Regions from separate parts of the Sus scrofa genome. Here regions 2, 3 and 4 are each linked to region 1. A link is a contact called in public Hi-C and HiChIP or PLAC-seq data. All regions are on one chromosome and are shown on one strand. Each heading gives the region's core, a stretch centred on a gene start, on an enhancer-like site or on the middle of the called end of the contact. The rest is flanking DNA. Distances are from core to core; before and after follow the strand shown. Region 1 has its middle 360 kb from the start of FOXO1. Region 2 overlaps LOC102159588 (a long non-coding RNA gene). Region 3 overlaps LOC102159588 (a long non-coding RNA gene). Region 4 has its middle 220 kb from the start of FOXO1.

Region 1 (3,535 bases), core at 343-2,842:
TCCAGGGCACCCCAACCTCAACTGTGCGCAGAAATCACCAGAGGACAATCCTGAAGCTCTGTGACAGTCCTGCAGTTCTGCAGCTCTCCAAGGCTCCCAGGAGAGGCCGGTCCTCAGACCACACTCTGAAACACCAGGCCTAGCATCTAGTCCTGCAAAGAGATGAATCGCATGCCAATGAACCTCTGGTCTTTCCAAGGTCAAGTCTAGAGAGCCGTTATGGTAGAGGGGTTGGACGGGAGTGACCCAGGTTTTTCATCCTGACTCTCAAAATTAATTGCTGTGTAATCTCGAGCAAGTCACTTAACTTCTCTGATCTTTCATTTCTTTAAAATGGAGAGGAAACTAACTCCTATTTTACAAAGTCACTGGCCTGATCAGAGGAGACATGTGAAATTGTTCTAGAAACTCTAAAGCCCCATAAAGTCTAAGAGTTTATTATTGTAAGATCGGCCTTTGAAAGACACCAACATTAGCCCAAAAAATGTTGGTCATTTTTATGTGCACGCACATTTTTACAGTCCTTTATTTCTCTCCATAGACTTACATGAACACGGGTACATGTGCAATAGCTGACCTTCATTTCCAAAGGGTTTTAACTCGTGTGTGTGTGTGTGTGTGTGTGTGTGTGTGTGTGTGTGTGTGTGTTCTTGTCCCATTGCCTAGGGGGAAAGAATTGCAAGGAAGTTCTCTTTAACTGGGAGGATTCAGGAATGCAGAGCAAATGTTCAGAGGCAGCAGCCAAATTGGTAGCTTTTGGTGCTCCTTTCCATTGCATAGCACACCCTTAGCCAAATCAAAATGGAACCACAGCCTGGCCCACTCATCTCAACGTTCCCGTGGCCACATGTTCCCACTGCGGGGAGCACGGCGGCCAGGTCTCGTGTGTAGCCTGGGCAGGAGACCCTCCCGCAGGACCCTCGCCCCCCTGAGGTCTGAGCCCCCGGTTCCCGCTGACATGTTGGGCCAGCACCAGTCCTGCCCTGCGTGGATGTTCGCTCCCCAAAGAAATGGAACCCTGGCAAGTTCTTCACCCGCATTCTGGAAGCGGCTTCCCGAGGTTGCGCAAACACATTTGGCACAGGCTTCCGGGACCAAGAAGTTCTCTGGGTTGAATCGCAGAAACAAAATGTACTTGTCCTACTTCCGAGATCGTGTCTGCGGACTTGGCTCCCTTAGCCGAGGAACTGCCTCCTGGCTGACGTCACCCTGCCACCCGCCCCGGGAGGCAGCCCTCTCTGGGTTCAGCAGTTCAGGACCAGAAGTGAGAGAAGATGGGAGACCAGCAAAGGGAGTCGCCCTGGCTTGGCCGGGACGGGACGACGTGGGGAGAAATACACCACTTCTTACAACTAAAGAATCTTAAAATAGGAACGTGTTGGCACAGCCTGTGAGGAGGGGCCGTTGGGCTGAAAAACCCTCGGACGAGGGTCACTAGTGGCGATGTCACCCCACGCGTGAGGGGGGTTCTGGAGCGCCAGGCGCGGCCACACACGCCGCCTGGAAGCTCCGGTCCCCAGGGGCCCAGGAGGATATTTGACACCCAAACCGTAGGGATGAAATAATTCCTATGGAGAGCTCGTGCCTGGCCTTCTTGTCACGTTGCGTAATATCTCAGACATCCAGTGACTACATCTTCCCAGCCAAACCGAGGCGGGTCCTGCTGGCCCCGAGCACATTTCTCAACCTCAGGTTCTATCTCAGCACACAAAGTACCCAGGCTGCTCCAAGCATCTCCAAGGGCCATTCTGGAAAGCATTTTCTTTTCTTTAAAAGATCATCTTTCCCACACTCCTATTTTTCACCCATAAAACCTGGGATGTTTATTATCAGGCCAGACATCCCTGCTGTCTCAGACCCCATTGCCCCACGGAGGCTTTGTGCTCAGAATAAAATGAATGAGTTCTGAAAACTGTAAAATGTGCAGCACAGTGCTTGGTACGTAAGAGTTCAGTAACGTGGACTGTTGTTACTATTATTCATATCACACGGATGCACGAGTCCTCCTCCTTGGCCCCATGGTATTAATATCTGAAGATAGCAGCACATCACGTGCGGGAGATGGGGTGGGGAGGGGGACTGGCCTCAAGAACACGCAGCAGTAAATAGGCAGGGACTGAGGCTTTACGGTCCAAGGAAACACAGCCCTTCTTGATGTCCAAGGTGATGTACGGTTCAGATCCCAACTGAATTACGTGGTATGAAGGTCCCCCTCCTCCTTCCCTTCAAATATATGAGGTCTCTGGGTGCTCAAGTGTGATACACAGCCGTCGAGAGTGAAACCTTTGGCTCATCATCTTCGCAGACAAGGCTGAATAGGTCAGGAGGGTTTCCCACCCAAGTGCTCAAGTCAGACCCCCGGCTACAGCCCAAGAAAAAATAGTGGGGATTAGAAAATCCATCCTCCTCCCCTCCCCAAACCTCCTCCTGCTTCCAGTACCTACTACGGACCATCGTTTCTTGGTTACCGTGACTCCAAACTTCATTTTTTCATGCCTCCCCTTTGTTTTGCAGTCTGTATTATAAAAGAAAGAGCTCTCTTCTCCATATCCCCACTCCCTCCCCAGTTCAAGCCCTCGTGACAGGAATGTGACCTCAATGACTCCCCTGAACTCTTTGCTTCTGGAAGCATGACCCGCAGACCAGCAGCTGTGGCCCCACCCGGGAGCAGAATTCTGGGTCTTACCCTTGATCTACGGAGCCGAATCTGCACCTTAGGGATCCCCAGGTGATCTGTGTGCCCGTGGAAGCTGAGACGCGCGGGGCTGCCTGAGCCCTCCTTCCTGGGCTCCGACGGTTCTCCTGGAGCCCCGATGGCCGGATTACCTGGCTGGAGGCCATTTCCAGGCACGGCCAAGCTCCAAACCGTCAGCTTTCCCCAAGGACCACAGGCTGCGTGACTCCTTCATGTGTATACAGGGCTCTCAGAGTACAAAGCGTTTCCACTCTGCATTTTATCTACGGTCACATCTACTCTAACAGCAAGTTCCCGATAACACTCCAAATAGTCCAGATCCAACCATGTGTTTCTGTCTCCCAACAACCACCCTGCCCGAACCACCACTATTGTTTGTCTAAATTGCCCCAATGGTCCCCGAGCTAGTCTCTCCCTTTTCATTCCTGTTCTACCACAATGCTTTTCCCACAGGATAAACTGGGCCCTGCCCCTGCTTTAAGCCAGCCAGGGCTTCCCATCACCCTTCGAATCAAGAACGAACGCTTCCCTAGACCACACAGCCCTATACCATCTATCCTGACAATGCAAAGACTCCCCCATCCCCTGACCACACTGGCCGTCCCTCTGATCCCCGTGGATGGGCTTCCTCTTACCACTGCCTGGAACTCTAGTCCCCAGGTCTTCACCTTTCCGGCTTGTTTTCATCAACTGTTCACTCCTCCAGGAAGCCTTCCCTAACTGCCACATCTAAAGTACAAAAAATCCAACTTTTCTCCTTATTCTTTACCCAAGTGTCTGTTCTCTTCCCTTCACAGTCACTATCACTATCTGAAATTATCTTCTTTCCTTTAGGCTAGA
Region 2 (3,535 bases), core at 750-3,249, 200 kb before region 1:
TAAGACCTTCCGTGTAAAAGTGCTTTAGAACTTCTAATAAAATAGCAGAATGACCAAAAATTTTTAAAAGACTATCTCCACCAGTGTTACACTTTAAACCTGGTGATTACCTACTAGATAATAGATTCTTTTTTTTTTTTTTTTTTTTTTTTTTTTTTGGCTGCCCTAAGGCATATGGAGTTTCAGGCCAAGGATCAGATCGGAGCCACAGTTGCAACTCCTTTAACCCACTGAGCCAGGCTGATCCAACCTTTGTCCCAGTGCTGCAGAGACACAGCTGAGATTATAGATTCTTAACAGGAAAGAACTGTTCCTTTATTTTCGAAGTCATAGCTCCTTGCTCTGTGCCTGGTATGAACTAGGTTTCCAATACAAATTTGTGGAAACAGTTAAATAAGGCACGGCCCCGCTGAGTGCCTTTTTATTGCACAGTCTTTTTAAATAATTTCATCTTATAGTTATTAGGCTTTAGTTTTGTAAAAGGGGTATTGCTAATATTTTGAGTATTAAATAATAAAATTTTGCATTTTAATATAATTTTATCAAAACTAGTTTTTCTTTAAAGGCTGATGATCAAGCTGTGCTGCATTTCCTAATGTGTTGTGACTATTTCCAGCCCCGTGGAACAGAGGAGAGCTGGCAAGTTAAGAGATTTTGCTTCTCTCTTAGGTTTCCTTGCCTCTAAAATAAAAGCAACAGGACAAAATGAGATTTAAAATCATTTTCAACCCAAAGACTATGTGATTCTATGCTACTGATCCCCTATTTTCCATCATGAATCTAAAGAATATTCACATTTACTTCAGAGCCCTTTTTGCTTTTGTTGTTGTTGTTGTTTTTTGCTTTTTAATGCCATACCCGAGGCATATGGAGGTTCCCAGGCTAGGGATCGAATTGGAGCTATACACGCCGGCCTTTGCCAGAGTCACAGCCACATCAGATCAGAGCTGTGTCTGTGACCTACACCATAGCTCACGACAATGCCAGACCCTTAACCCACTGAGTGAGGCCAGGGATCGAACCGGCAACCTCATGGTTCCTAGTTGGATTTGTTTCCACTGTGCCATGACAGAGTCATTCTCTTTTTAACTCGCATTTTCTGAGATTCACTTTCTCTCTTTAGGAAGACACACCTGTCTTTGCTGGGGATGGAAAAGTATAAACAAAAAATTAATCCTCCAGGAGGGAGGAGTGGTGCTGATCTAAGTCTTGTGGTTATGTGCACATCCGAGGCTGACATTCTCAATCACTGTCCATTCCAGAAGGATTATCTGAGCCTGAGGATGGGGATGGGGGATGGGAGAGGCGGTCAGGTGCTCTTTGGGTCTGGGGCTGAGATGCAGGTCAGAGCTGGAGCTGAAGGTTGAGGACGATCCTTAGAAAGTTGCCATTAACATCTTTGGAATAGAGCACTCAAGAATTTCTTCAATCACAATTGAAAATATTGCTGGGGAATGAAAAATTCCATTCAGTGGTTGGAAGCATGGGACTTAGAGTCAGGCCGGTCTCCTGTTTCACCTGGGAATTAAAGCTGTGCCCAGTCTGAGTGAGGATGAAACATGACAATATGTGTCCTGGCCTCAGGACTGTGACCACCCAGGGAAGAGGTTCAGAAATCCTCATGGTGGTGATGACTATTTCACTTATCATCTGTCTGCCAGGGAGGCAGGAGAGAAAGCAACGCATGCGTCCTCTCGGTGGTGAGGGGTAGGGCGGGAATGGGATTGAGCGTGGGCTCCAGCGAGGGGCTGGGACAAGGGAAGAAATGATAGCTGTGAACAGCTCTTCTGTTAGAGGAGGTTCTGACGAAGGCAATGTCTCTACATCTGGATGTCCCGGGGTTTTTATTTCTGTTACATGTGCTTGGGAGAAATAATGCTTATAAAGATTTATCACTCCACAGGTGTTTTGAATCAGAAAATAATGAATAACAGGACCTGGGTTCTGGCCTCAGAATCCCCTATAGGCCATCCAAGGGTCTTTCATAAACTGTATCTTAACTAGAGAATCGTAGCACTAATTCCATTAGAGCTGAATGTTTCTTCTCGTAGGGAAGTGCCTTGGACCTTTTCTGGCTGGAATCTAACTTGAATGTCCTGCCAAACACTTTCTGCAACAAACTATGATGCAGAAATCTGTCAGGGGTCCTGAAATTCTACAGAGGATGAACGCAGTGCCCGGTGGAGGGAGGAACCAGCCCATCTGAACCTTGACTTGTTAACCCTGAATGTGGAGAGATCAAGCTACAGAGCTCGTTCAGGTCAAAATACCCTCTAGTCAGTAATTCCTTGTCATTTGTAACACACAGGGAGGCAAAGCAGGTGCACATCTATGTGTGCCTGTGCATGTGTGTTCACACCTATGCGTGGAAGTCTGTAAGAGGATACAGAAGAGGAAAACTGACAGGGAAAACATGACTGGAGCTTGATGTTAAAAGCAATACTAAGTCAATGTTATTCTAGGCAGTACACACACATTTCAACTTAGAAACTGGCAAGTTGGTTTTATTTTTCAGATGAGCAAAGTGAATACTTTCAGAGTGATGGAAGAATATTTCAACATGAATTTTAATAAGTCTTTTTTATTGATGACAAAATGCCAGGCACAACCCGATGGGGCCAAGTCACCATCATTTGATCTGGGTGACCACTTTCTCAAGGGACCAGGATCCTCCCTGCCGAACCAGACTGCACTTTGGCGAAGAGATGTTTTATTTATTTATTTTTTTCTTTGGTGAAAGGATGTGGCATAAACCACGGATCTCCTTGATCTTCTGCCTGGGTTCCCTGCAGATTATCTGGACAAACTCCATCACTCCTCTCAAAAAGACACAGAGCATCCTCGGCCAGCCCTCACAGTGCGAGGGAGCAAGCAATAGGGAACACGGCAAAGACTGAGTCTGGAGCTAGCAACTCGGCTTGCAAATTGATTTAGGCAGTTTACTGAAACACCAACCTTTGTCTTCCTATCTGTAAGACAATTTTGCTCACTCTGCTAAATTTAAGAAGATGTTGAGTGAGTTCTATGATATCCGTGGAGCCATCTGAGTGCCAAGAATGATAACTGTTGGCGGGGGCGCCCAAACCACAGTCCTTTCAGAACAGCCTCTCACACCCACAGCACTGGGTCCCAGCCGCCTGCTCACTCAACACGCTGCCGCCCTGGCCAGAGCTGTGGAACCAAGGGTGGACGCGGGGAGCTGGTCACTAGTAATCCAAACCAGAAATCTCTCCCAGAAATTTGGAAGGGGAACCTAGAAGGCTTGGTTGGGTGGGAGCCCTGAGACGGGGAAGTGACATGGGGCTGAGGTTTCTGAGAAGCAGGAAAAGCCATCTGTAAAGAGAACTGATGCTGAAAAACAGAGAAGCAGAGATAAGCCCCCCTGCTGGTCCCCAGGGAAGAGGCTGGTCCCTGACTGGGCTCCCATCCCTCATCCCAAGATGAGATCCACCCTGGCTCCCCTTCCTGCCCGTGGTCTCCACGCGATAACCTCTGTCCTCCCGAACAGCTGCTCTTTTTCAGCAGGCTGGAGGAA
Region 3 (3,535 bases), core at 537-3,036, 160 kb before region 1:
CCATGATGACTCCCTCTTTGGGGACCTTTCTGATCAAAGAAGCAAAGGCATTGAGGTTCTCAACACCTCAGGTATTGAATGTCACATTTTGTCTACTAGCATGCTGAGGACCAGCCCTATGAGGTGGGACCTGAATTGACAAGGGTCAAGGAGTTCTAACCCTTCTCTGACCTTGACCACCAGTGGGTTGTATGACCGGAAAAACGAGCACAAATTCAAATGCCTAGAGAGGCCGGGAGAGCCTGAAAATAAGAAAAGGAGGCTTAATGGGAAGCGATAGGGAGCAGCGAGGAGTGTGGAAAAGTATTCTATGAAAAAGCAGCAGCCACTCAGTTCCAATAAAGTGTTACCATGCTGGCTTGTGAACTCAACAATGTCAGATTTTAGGATTTTTTAATGAGAAACTAGATAAACGGAGAAATTTATGAGCACTTTCCTGGATTTTGAAATAATGCATGTATCACATAAAACAGGGTTGAAGGCCAGATCTTATTTCCTGTCACCAGTCACAGCTCGTACATGAAATCATAATCCATGACACCTTATGCATGCAAGGAGCTCAGAGACTAAAAGGGAAGTTCAGTGGCCAGAATGTTCAAAGAAAACTCTAATTTTAAATACTCTCACTTATCATTCCTGCAAATATACTGACGTGTGTTGGAACACATGTCTCAAGTTTTAATTTGGAAGATACAGCTTTGATAACTCTAGTTAGCATCTCGGATCTCCCCAAAAGTTAGTAGTAGTCCCACAAAGCTGAGAAAGAAGGAACTGGCTTCAATAGGAAAGATAACAAGAAGGCTGAGTTAGGCAATATGTTTATTTTAGGGAATAAAAAATGTTAAAAACCTGCCTTAATGTTTTCCAGTTCCTGATGCAAGTCTCTTTTTCTTTACTTGCTCTTGTCTCTCAACATTAAACCCTTTGGCCCTGATTTTGAAAAAACTGTATTGGAGTCATTCTCAGAAGTCTAGGCTGTGAGGAGGGCACCGCAGCCCTCAGACAATTTCCACCCCTTTCTAAAATTTTGCTCCAACATCAGCAAAACCTGCCTACTAGTCTGAAATTCTTCTAATTCACCAATGAACAGATGATATTATCAACATTTCTGAGACACACACACACACACATCCCTTCACCGTGAGTGAACACACAGTTCAGCTCTGGTCTTAGAAGCACCAAACTCATCGAGCGACGAAGTGGGTGGCGGGGGAGAGATGAGTCTGCTAAAAGGTCATCACCCCCTTTTCGGCTTCCACCCCCAATTAAGGCGTCCAGGGCATTAAGGTCCCCCTTGAGTGGGTGGCGATATTACTTGGTGACACGTCGTCTTTGAAGAGGAAATGGGAGGGCTGTCAGTTTGGGCTGGAGCATACGGGGAGCAGTAGTAACAACACTGCCTCGGCTGGTGTCAAATCTCCATTCGTCAATAGCCCATGGTGACAGGGCCCTGTCTTCAGAAGCTGCCTGCTATCGAGCAGGAGGCACAACCACAAAAAATACCCCGTCAGCCCACCTGAGTCAGATAATTTCCCTGACTGCAAACCATCCAGGCAGGAGCACGAGGAACCTTTCAGGGTCCTAGATCATGCCCTGCCTTTTCCAGAATGAGGCTAATTTGCTCCTGTATCAGCCGACTCCAGCCCAGAGAGCAGGTGAAGGAGAGAAAAGAGGATGAAGTGTCAGCGTCATTGAAAAGATTCATGATTAGTCACACTCAGTCGCAGGCCAGGGCCTTGCCAGACACCACACCACTCATCACAGACCTGAGAACTGGCGTGCCTCCCACAGCTGAGCAACAGCTCCCGGCCGGGCAGGCCCCCAGGGACCAGCGAAGCCCTGCTCTCCCACACCCTGCAACGAGAAAGGCCAGTCTGGGCAGGCCTGGGTGCGACTGGCTCTCCAGATGCTAAGGGAATCTGTTTTATGCTCCGTGTTGCTTAAAATATAATTATCCCAGAGCTCAGCTGGTGTGGAAATCAAGGTAACATCTTTTCAGGTAATGCTGAAACAGTTACCTGGCTGGGGTCGCCATTCCCCCACCCCAGGCTCTCTTTGGAGGATCTAAGAGCTGGCCCTGTGCAGGGTCCATCAGCCTTGCTCCTCTCACCTCCAGCTACGGCTGTGGGCCCTGCTTGTCCAGAACTGTCTGAAGAATGCCAGCAGTTAGAGCTGAAACACACAGTGCAGCCCATTGGAGGGCTCAGAGCACGGAAGGCTAATCCAGCTCGTGCATTTGCAGAAAACAAGGGTGAGGCTGTGGGAAAGGCTGATTTCAGCTTCTACAACAATGGGGAAACGGAGGCTGAGAGGCAAGAGGACTTGCCAGAAAGTGTCAAAGAGGAAGAGCAGCCAGGTGCCTGCTTGTCTGCTCATTTTCACTCCACTGGTTTGAGCTACGATCCACTCAAGAAGTTGGGGGCTCTGGTCAGGATGGCAAAACAGGCTCCCCTTTAGAAAAGCATCACTCTTCGAATCCTGACTCCAAAACGTTCAATCAAAACAAGCCAGAGAAAACTGACAGAACGCTGTAAACCAGCCATAGTGGAAAAAATAAAAATCAATAAAAAGAAGGAAAGAAACCAGAAAGAGATGGCTTCTGTAAATGTGCTCTGGCCCCTCCACAGTGGATCTGAAAGCAGAAGGGACAGGCTCAGGCATCGTAAGTGACCACAGCAGCATGGAACACCCCATCTCACCCCAGTGCTCAGAGTAATACGGAGGCATGGAACTCTTATCACCCAGCTCAGCGAAGCTCTAGCCAAAATCACAACGGAGCTCGATTCCTTCAGGGCTTACGGTGTTTGATATGCGCTCATATGCATATTAGCTTAGATTTAGGCTATCTACCCAAGGTGACCCGGGCCCTGAAAGAAGTTCACGCGGTGATTAAGGACCATCATTAACAACGTAGGTATGACTCAAAACACTCACACTGCCTTTTTTCAGGCTGGAGACGCCTGCGCCCTGGCTTCACGGAGGTGTCTCCATCCCCGTGACCCTGGCAGGTGTGGTAAGGCCTTGGGGAAATTCCTGTGAGTTTCTAGAGTTTTCAAAACTCCCTGCAAAGCTGCTAGACGGTGCTTCCTGAGGGAAGTAGGTTGGCAAATTCCGAGATAACGTGGGAAGGATGTTTACCACGGTGGACGCTCAGTCCTGGGCCTCCTCCTCCTCTTCCTCCCAGAGGCCCTGGGAATGGGCGGGGCCAACCCCATTCCAAGGCGTGGCCTGGAGATGCAGGGGGCCGCCCACTGCCCCTCCCCTTGCGTGGGTCCTCCAGTCTGTCCCACCTGCGAGGGTCCTGAGTCAAAAGAGGTAGCGCGTAAGACAGGAGATCCAGTTAAAAGAATAGTGTGTATGCGTCGATCCCAACCTCCCAAGTTAACGGGCCTCCTAAGGCAACGGGGGCACGTCCGACTCCAACCTCCCAGATTATTCCCCCCACCCCACCCCCAACGTTTGGAAACACAAGCACGAGTTTGGTTTAGAAATCTTGGAGTCTGTGGCTATTCTGTGAATAAGTCCTTTTTATACC
Region 4 (3,535 bases), core at 310-2,809, 140 kb after region 1:
TGGCTAACAGAACTCAGGGAAATATTTACTTACCTTTACTGATTTATTGTAAAAGAATACAACTCAGGAACAGCTGGAGGGAAGAGATGCTTGGAGCAAGGTATGGGGGAGGGGCACGGAGCTTCCAGGCTCTCTCTGGGTGCACCACCCTCCCAGCACCTCTATGTGTTCACAAGCCTGGAAGCTCATCAGTTCTCATTATCAGAGGTTTTTATAGACATTTAGGGTCCAGACTCCTCCCACTCGCCTTCCTGGAGGCTGTGGATGGGGGCTGTGGAAAGTCCCAACCCTCTAATCACGTGGTCTTTCTGACGACCTGCCCCATCTCAAACTATCTAGGGGACCAGCTGTAAGTTACCTCATCAGCATAAACTCAGAAGTGCTGACAAAGATCGTCTTATGAATAACGAAAGACAGTCATGTCACTCAAGAAATGCCAAGTTTTAGGAGCTCAGTACCAAGAGTCAGGAGCAAAGACCAAACACATTGCTTACTAGACCATAACATTAGTTTCCATGAGCTTGGCTGGTATGAGTCTATCTCTGAAAATGAACCTTCATCGCATTATGCAAAAAAAGTAAAAATCAGACCAGTCCCTCCACCAGAATCAATCACCAGGATCAGCATCACTTTAAGGGACTTAGGGCCACCACAATAAATTGGGGAAAAGGGAGGGTGAAACCTTTCGATTTACATCAGCTTCTTGATGTCTTGTGATTTCTAATTTATTCCAACCAAAAGTATGAAATGAGAACTCATACAGGGAGAGGTGGCCTTCATAATTTTGTAGATCTCAACATAAAAGAATTTCACACCTTAGCAGGAAACAGTGCCATGATTAATTGGTGATATCTGCCATGGCGTGGGAAGGAAGAGGGTGGCATTTATGCCATGCATCTGCCATCCCTCATCTAGGCAGCCTTTAGTCTTCCAGTTTCCTTTGAATGTTCAGACACCCTTCAGAGCCCCTAATTACAGAGCACCATGAAGAGTCAATCAAGGGACTCATCCTTCTGGGGGTTTTGTCTTCCCTGTCCTAGTTGCTTCCTAGATGGTTAATGTAGGAAAAGTAAGTTTTCATCTTTCAGTTCCTACCAAGACTATTTCCCTGTTCAGAGGGCCAGATACTATCTCAGACCCTCCAGTAGAAAACTATAATGTATCAGCAATTATCTGTTGGCAAAAGCCTGTGCACTTTCTTTCTTTCTTTCCTTCTTTTTTTTTTTTTTTTTTTTTTTTTTTCGGTCTTCTGTCTTTTCTAGGGCCGCACCCGCAACACATGGAGGTTCCCAGGCTATGGGTCTCATCAGAGCTGTAGCCGCTGGCCTATGCCAGAGCCACAGCAATGCCAGATCCAAGCCTCGTCCGCGACCTACACCACAGCTCAAGGCAATGCCGGGCCCTTAACCCACTGAGCAAGGCCAGGGATCGAACCCACAACCTCATGGTTCCTAGTCAGATTCGTTAACCACTGAGCCATAACGGGAACTCTGAGCCTGTGCACGTTCGCCCCACAGCCCAGCATTCAGAGTCAGAGCATGACCATTACATCTCAACTTTTTATTAGAGCTGCTCCTGTGTGTTCCAACTCATCTCCTCACATTCTGCTGCTAAAATTAGGCCTTGGAACAAATGTCATTTCTGCCTCCCAGGGGTTGGTTTGTTTTCTTATCTCACAGGTCAAGGGGACATCCTCTACGCCTGCTTCCTGATCCCTAGTACTACCTGCAAAAAGAAAAGAAAACCCTCAAGCTTCTTCTTACCAGAAGCCAAGCTTCCTCATTGGGGACCGTGACCCTCATGTGAGCAGGAGAAGACCAAATTGGACCGCAGCTTGGGGAGCAGAAGGCTTTTCAGAAACTAATCACTACACACAACCATAGGCCCAAAGCTCAACCCTCAGGGTGCGATCCAATTTCACTTCTCATTCTTCTACTCACGGACCTTGAGCTCTTGTTTGACGTTTCTACTGAGGCAGTGGTCATGTGTATACTGATAACAAAGAATGCTCTGCTTTATCTGGAAAGGTTGTCTTTTCAAACCCAAATGCAGGAGTTCCCTTGTGGCGCAGGAGGTTAAGGATCCTGCATTGTCACTTCAGTGGCTTGGGTCACTGCTGTGGCCTGGGTTTGATCCCTGGCCCGGGAACTTCCGCATGCCAAAACAAAATAAAACAAAACAATATGCAGCTTCAAGAGGCCTGGGCTATGACAAGGAAAGACAGACCATCCGGGAGCCAAAGTTGCACAGCCCTGTGTCTGGATCTAATTCTCGGGGAATAATAAAACAAGTTTTTCACAATGCTTTCTTTCACTTCAGTCTCGAAGGCTAGATAGGCAAATCTATGAAGGTAGGGGTCATATCTTTTGATTTTTTTAAATATTTCTTGCTAAAAGAAGCCCCCGGTAAATATTTACGCCTTGATAGTCATGACACTCATTTTATAGATGGGGACAGGAGACAAATAAGGCTGTCTGAATACTCTGTAGAAGACTGATGAATAAATTAGCAACCTACTAAGTTCATAGCCAAGGGATCAGCTAACCTCAAAGAAAACACTTGAAACTTGACTCGTAAAGCAATAGAGGGTCCCAGCTCCTTTCCTTACGGTGCGGGGTGCACTCCACTCCTGCCCAGCCTTCTCAACTTCACATCACTCCTCCCCACCAGGTTTCATCATGTTTAGGTCACATCATGATACGGTCTCAATGTCCAATGGATCACAAGGAAAAAAAAAACCTTTTGCAAAGTGAAGAAAACACATTTCTGAACACAGTATGAGTTAGGAAAGTCCAACTAAGGCACCAGGGAATATTCAAAAGGAATGCTATTCATTGACTGTTAAATTTGAGTGGAGCCTTGTGCAGGCACTTTATATAAAGCATCCCACTTAAAAGTGTTTGTTTCGGAGTTCCCATGGTGGCTCGGCAGAAACGAATCTGACTAGTATCCATGAGGACGAGGTTTCGATCCCTGGCCTTGCTCAGTGCGTTAAGGATCCGGCGTTGCCTTGAGCTGTGGGGTAGGTCAAAGACGAAGCTCGGATCCCTTGTTGCTGTGGCTGTGGCGTAGGCCAGCAGCTGTAGCTCCGATTCGAACCCTAGCCTGGGAACCTCCATGTGTTGCGGGTGCAGCCCTAAAAAGACAAAATAAATAAATAAGTTATCTTCAACCTCCTATAGCTTAGACTTTGGCCTATTATCTCGCAGCGTTTCAGATCTGGGTATTTTGCGCAATGGTCTATGGGTAGAAAGGGGGAGATACACCATCCATTATTCCCATCTTCCCCTTAGAAAATATCCAAGCCAAGGTCCCAACTCTGCACAAATTATTATTAAACAAACACAAACTTTTGTGAAAATGGGAGAGACGATAAGGTTCCCATAACACCTCTAAGTCTAATGGCTCCTGAGCTGTTCGGAATAAAGTTCCCGACCATACTTAACACCCGGCCAATGTACAGTCAGGAATTATTTTCCTGTGATGCATGAGGTAGCGGGGCTTCTCTGAAGAGGAAATAATATTTACCTGTGGG

The links. Hi-C and Micro-C count contacts between places; a contact is called where the count stands out from the background. HiChIP or PLAC-seq counts read pairs in DNA pulled down with a chosen protein or histone mark.
Region 2: a contact with region 1 is called in an H3K27ac HiChIP or PLAC-seq map of skeletal muscle. The contact joins two enhancer-like sites. A contact is called at or near these places in 1 of 47 Hi-C or Micro-C datasets (heart right ventricle) and 1 of 2 datasets of contacts at active chromatin or transcription factors (skeletal muscle).
Region 3: a contact with region 1 is called in a Hi-C map of omental adipose tissue, with 1.7 times the contacts expected there. The contact joins two enhancer-like sites. A contact is called at or near these places in 3 of 47 Hi-C or Micro-C datasets (heart right ventricle, liver and omental adipose tissue) and 1 of 2 datasets of contacts at active chromatin or transcription factors (skeletal muscle).
Region 4: a contact with region 1 is called in an H3K27ac HiChIP or PLAC-seq map of skeletal muscle. The contact joins two enhancer-like sites. A contact is called at or near these places in 1 of 47 Hi-C or Micro-C datasets (embryonic fibroblasts) and 1 of 2 datasets of contacts at active chromatin or transcription factors (skeletal muscle).

What each region holds. Positions count from the first base shown.
Region 1 is chr11:15,051,704-15,055,238 of Sscrofa11.1, forward strand. No RefSeq gene overlaps it. Among named protein-coding and RNA genes, the nearest start is that of FOXO1, 360 kb to the right of the region's middle. Within about 2 kb of position 1,593, at least 28 of the 83 cell types and tissues checked have an H3K27ac peak or open chromatin away from gene starts, as enhancers often do. A contact at or near this core is called in omental adipose tissue and skeletal muscle, where this site is marked.
Region 2 is chr11:14,854,537-14,858,071 of Sscrofa11.1, forward strand. The region is part of intron 3 of LOC102159588 (a long non-coding RNA gene); the gene reads right to left. Among named protein-coding and RNA genes, the nearest start is that of COG6, 280 kb to the left of the region's middle. Within about 2 kb of position 2,000, at least 10 of the 83 cell types and tissues checked have an H3K27ac peak or open chromatin away from gene starts, as enhancers often do. A contact at or near this core is called in skeletal muscle, where this site is marked.
Region 3 is chr11:14,889,960-14,893,494 of Sscrofa11.1, forward strand. The region is part of intron 2 of LOC102159588 (a long non-coding RNA gene); the gene reads right to left. Among named protein-coding and RNA genes, the nearest start is that of COG6, 320 kb to the left of the region's middle. Within about 2 kb of position 1,787, at least 15 of the 83 cell types and tissues checked have an H3K27ac peak or open chromatin away from gene starts, as enhancers often do. A contact at or near this core is called in omental adipose tissue, where this site is marked.
Region 4 is chr11:15,191,187-15,194,721 of Sscrofa11.1, forward strand. No RefSeq gene overlaps it. Among named protein-coding and RNA genes, the nearest start is that of FOXO1, 220 kb to the right of the region's middle. Within about 2 kb of position 1,560, at least 4 of the 83 cell types and tissues checked have an H3K27ac peak or open chromatin away from gene starts, as enhancers often do. A contact at or near this core is called in skeletal muscle, where this site is marked.